Regions from separate parts of the Zea mays genome. Here region 2 is linked to region 1. Evidence: chromatin contacts called from public Hi-C data. All regions are on one chromosome and are shown on one strand. The core of a region is the stretch at or near the end of the contact, and the rest is flanking DNA. Distances in the headings are between cores, read along the strand shown. Region 1 holds the start of LOC100281660. Region 2 holds the start of LOC100277481.

Region 1 (2,655 bases), core at 82-2,581:
CTGCGGTCACTTCGGCTCTGCCGGGGCGCGCGTCAGGATAGAGGTGTCAGGCTACCTTTGCGTTAAATGCTCCTGCAACTTGGTCAGTCGGTGCGGCGATTTAGTCAGGGTTGCTTCTAAGCGAAGCCAAGGCCTCGGGCGAGCCGGAGGTGTGTCCGCCGTTAAAAGGGGGGCCTCGGGCGAGACGGAAGTCTCTCGAGGTCGGCTGCCCTTGGCCGAGGCTAGGCTCGGACGAAGCGTGATCGAGTCACTCGTGTGGACTTGATCCCTGACTTAATCGTACCCATCAGGCCTTTGCAGCTTTATGCTGATGGGGGTTACCAGCTGAGAATTAGGCGTCTTGAGGGTACCCCTAATTATGGTCCCCGACAGTACTGTATGTGGAGGGATATATTTTAGAAAGATATACTAAACTATTATAGGAAGTATATATTGGATAAAAATATGACGAGGCGTTTATTTATTTTAGAGGAATTAGAATTCACTCAATAAAGTAACTTATTTAGTTTGAAATTTGACATTCCACCACTTTCCTAAGTTTAAATATAAGCCTATCTCAAATTTATGGGGCGGGGGTGGGAAATGATTTTATGAATTAGTAGAATTTGTTTCTACTCTGTAACTTACATGGCACTATTCGTCTCACTTATCTATAATAAAAATGTAGCACATAAATATCTCTGATATCGTGCTAATAATAGTATACAAGTATATTTTACATAAAACGAAATTAGATTAATTGATATATGCCTAAATTACTAGAATAATGGTTGAAGATGGCCTAAAACAATTCAGATAGTCCTTTTTCTACAAGTTGCAGCACCTCCTTTTCCAGATTGCAGTCACGAGCTTCCGTTGGAGAGCATGACGATGTTGTAGCCATGAGGGCACATAAAACCTAAATACTATATTATTGTTCTCCAAACACTAGATGTATCTATGAAGCCTCTTCATACAATTTAATAAATTTAAATATTATATCTTATTCACTAGAATCTATTAAAATATAATTTATTTATGTAAGTTATATGAGTAAAATCATATATAAACTTAGAAAACTGTGTTAGAGACGTTCTTTTAATAAAATGCTGTCTCTTATATTTTTTTATTATTCTCTTATAATAGTCCTTTTAAGATACAAGACATTTACGTACATGCCCTGATAACGTGAAGCGAGCAAGCCTGGGCTGCAGCCGATGGGCTGTATCACGCAGCTGCAGCCCAAACAGCTGACCGATTGCCGCGGACCCGGGAGGCCGGGACGAGAGAGACGAGCGGGAGCAGCCAGCACGACGCCTGTCCGTCTCCCACTCTCCCTCCATTCCCCTCTCTCTCCTTCTGCCTGTGCCCGCGTGGCCGCGTCTGTACCTGTACGGCCACCACCATTTCCATCTCCGATCCCCGCGACCCCCCACCCAGCCCCAGGCGCCCGGGCTAGATCCGGCCCACGCGTCTACTCGCCCCCTCCGGCTCCCCTTCTCCCTAATCGCCGTCGCCGGGGGTGCAGGCACAGCGGCTGCTTCCGCTCCCGCTCCCGAGGGGGGAGGCGGCAGGCAATGGCGCGGCGGGTGCGGCCGTCGCACCTGGTGCTGGCGCTGGCGGCAGCCTACCTCCTCCTCATCTCCCTCAAGTTCCGCCGCGTGCTGGACCTGGCCGCCACCGACCTCGCGGACGACCCTGCCGCCGCCGCCGCCGCCGCCTTCTCTTCTCCGTCCTCCGCCGACCACCTGCCCCCGCCCGGGTCCGCTTCCGCCACCTCCTCCTCCTCCTCGCCCCCGTTCCCGGTCCGCCCCTTCTGGCACCGCTACGACCGTGTGTCCCTCCCCGACCTCGCGTCCCGCAACCGCTCCGCGCTCGACCGCATGGCCGACGACGCCTGGGCGCTCGGCCTCACCGCCTGGGAGGACGCCGCCGCCTTCGCAGGGGACCCCTGGGCGCTGCTCGCCGCCGCCACCTCCCGCGCCTCCGACGCCGCCAAGTGCCCCTCCGCGGTCTCCCAGCGCGCGCGGGGCCGGGTCGTCTTCCTCCCCTGCGGCCTCGCCGCGGGCTCGTCCATCACCGTCGTCGGCACGCCGCGCGCCTCGCACAGGGAGTACGTGCCGCAGCTCGCGCGGATGCGCCAGGGGGACGGCACCGTCATGGTGTCCCAGTTCATGGTCGAGCTCCAGGGCCTGCGCGCCGTCGACGGCGAGGACCCGCCCAGGATACTCCACCTCAACCCCAGGCTCAGGGGGGATTGGAGCCAGCACCCTATCCTCGAGCACAACACCTGCTACAGGATGCAGTGGGGCGCCGCGCAGCGCTGTGACGGCACACCACCCGACGACAATGACGACAAAGGTCCTCTGCTTCTTGTTGCTTCTTAGCATGTCATGTTTCTGTTTTAACTAAAAATAGTACGAGATGGTTTGCAATGACTTCCGTTCGACTATGGCAACATATTCTTAACTAACAGACCTGGTAGTAATTACGGTAACTTTTGAGTCGCGATTGCCCCTTCACCCAATTAGCTTCTACTGAATTTGACATTTATGGCCACTATGGATGGTTTGGTTTCAATGCATAGGAGTAGATAGCAAACCACCAACAATTCTCTGCACGTTCACACACTTGCATTTTTTACTTCGTGTTCCTGTTACATAATTGATAAAGAGC
Region 2 (2,655 bases), core at 117-2,616, 260 kb before region 1:
TTTCCATCAAAAAAATGTGTACACAGACAATAGCAATAGGCGAGACAATCTGAACAAAAGAGTGGAGCCTTGGGGCTTTGGAAAATGTAAAAGGGGCCGTTTGGGAGAGCTCCGACTTTAGCTTCTCCGAAGAGAATCACTCCCAACCAATCAAGTGGTCAAAACGCCAACTAATTCAAGCAGGGATCAGGAGAGAATCACTTCTCCATTTACACTAGGAGCAACCTGCACCTTGCTTCCTGTTAAATTCTGGTATGGATCAGCATTCAACAGAGAATCAATTTTCATCAGCTCCTCATCCTGCTCCCTCCTAGGAATTCAATGGAATCACTCCATCGGAGATTAAGGAGCGGAGCTAGAGAATCAGAGAGCAGAGCCCTCCCAAACAGGGACTACAAGACCATTCCAAGTGGCTTTAGGGTTCTCCAAGTGGTATTTGGTGTGTACAATTTTATTTTTATCGGATTGGAAACCTGGCCACCTGCAAGCAAGTTGGACGCTGACACATGGGATCATGTCAGAATCATGAATTTCTCAGTACAATAATTTTATTCGCTGTATACTGTTAAACTGCTAGAATGTTCTAGTTCATCCATTTATTTGTTAACTCTCTTGAGATAACGAAGAGGCTGAAATTGCACTACATAAAAAGTAGATTCAGGTGCAACCAGGAACAGCTATGTTTATAAGAGGAATTGGATTGTTTACATTGAGCCTCTCAGACAGTATATAATGCATCAGTTAAACTACAGCTACAAGTTTTAACAGGCTACAATATGGACTTGACCCTGTTCATGGTTTGAACGCCAAAGAGGCAAATAACATTTTTGGGCTGTCGCTGCATTTCCATGCCATGGCAACGAAATTACAGAAGAGTACTGACTAGTTCAAGAAAAGAGGCAAGTAGATAGATAAAATACAGAGCTCACAACTCAATTGCTAGTATGTCATCTAAATCTCACTAGTCTTGGGTTAAATGAACTCCACAATACAGTACGCATACTCTAGTGTCTACACAGAATGGTACGCATCCGAAGCTGGAGAAGTCTAAGCCACAACGCGCGCAACGCATGACACCACCAGCAGAGAAAGCCCAAGGCTGGGGCGGGGAGAGGCACCTACCTCCGTTGAGGCGGTCGATGGCAGCGGCGACCTCGTCCTGGCTCCGGGCGGTGGCGGCCGCCCGCTCCTCGTGCTCCCGCAGCGCGCCGGCCAGCACCCCTGCGATTGCGGAAGCCAACGCCCCGCACCGCTCCGGAGGGGGCGCGGCGGCACGCTCGTCCTCCACGCCGCCGTCGTCCGCGTTCTCCGGAGGCCGGTCGCCATCGGCGGCGGAGTGGGAGGGGATATCCGCGCCGTCCATTCGACTGGTGACCGCATCGAGAGAGCACGAGCAGTGTGGTCGTGTGGTGGAAAGAGTCAAAGAGACATCAGCTGACCGCGTTGGGCCTTCGGTTGGGCCAAATAAGGCTTCGCATTGTCGGTTGGGCGTAAACGGAAGGCCCAAATAGAGCTTCGCGTTGGGCTTTGAAACGGACCGTAGATTGTGCATTTCCTGTGGTTGGCTAGTCCAATTAGACGAGGTTAAGCGATTTTTATGTAATGTAAAAAAACCGAGAATTAAAAACATCTCCTAGAGTGTCTCTAAATTTCATTCTTAAAATTATCATTTTAAGAGTAGTTTTATCTAAAAACCACTTTCTACATCTTTCCAATTTCCAACAGTTTTTTATATCTTACCTAGAACCACTCTCTATACCTTTCGAATTTACAAGAGTTTTATATCTTGTTTCTACTTTAGAGAGTAGTTGGAAGATAGAGATTAGAGTCTTAGAGTTGCTCTGAAGGGTGTGGTTTGATAATGACAATACTAAAAGTCTGTTTGGTTGGGTTGTGGCCGTGGAAAAAGCTGTTGTGGGATGTGAGCTATGAAAAAAGCTGTTGTGGGCTGTGGGCTGTTAAAAAATTAAAAATTGTTTGGTCGAAACTACTAAAAGTCATTAAAAGTTCTTCAATATATGTTTTCATAGTTCTATCCGAAAGTCACTAAAAGCAGATCCAAGATGCTTTCAGTTTTGCACTGCGAGAAAGTCGGCTTTTAGAAAAAACTGCTTTCTGAATCTGACCCTTTGGTTTCGCTTTCGACTTTTAGGAGGTAAAAATCAAAGCCAAAAGTCAAACCAAACACACCCTAATTTAGATAAGGTAAGTTTATTCCTTAAATTTAATAAGATAAATTTATTCCTAATATCAATACTAATAATTATCTTATGAGAAATATAATGACGATACACCAGTCTATACTAATTAATCATTAGCTTATGAGAAATAAAATAACGATACATCGATGTATTATATTTCATAAACCAAACAAAATACATCAATGCACTGCGTTTCGCAAACCAAAGAATGTGTTTCACAAACCAAACAAGAAAAAAGGCTTATTGAGTGCCAGAGAACGTCGAAGTACCAAGGGAAACCCAACCTATTAGCATCAGAGAACGTCATAAAACCAATGGAATTACTACAATGAGACACGATGTTAGGTGTCGGCTTCGTCCAACGCAAGGCACCGAGCTGCATATTCTACGTTGGTCATCTTCAGAAGCAGACAGCATGACAAGCTCCACTCCACTGAAGCACACCAATCAGTGT

What was found. Hi-C and Micro-C count contacts between places; a contact is called where the count stands out from the background.
Region 2: a Hi-C map of ear shows a contact between it and region 1, with 2.5 times the contacts expected there. The contact joins the promoter of LOC100277481 here to the promoter of LOC100281660 in region 1. A contact is called at or near these places in 2 of 25 Hi-C or Micro-C datasets (ear and tassel).

The regions. Positions count from the first base shown.
Region 1 is chr4:38,071,253-38,073,907 of Zm-B73-REFERENCE-NAM-5.0, reverse strand. It overlaps LOC100281660, which reads left to right and starts at 1,331. Exons shown (of 7, transcript NM_001370726.1): 1 at 1,331-2,340. The coding sequence starts at 1,557.
Region 2 is chr4:38,327,454-38,330,108 of Zm-B73-REFERENCE-NAM-5.0, reverse strand. It overlaps LOC100277481, which reads right to left and starts at 1,366. Exons shown (of 4, transcript NM_001151027.2): 1 at 1,123-1,366. The coding sequence starts at 1,363.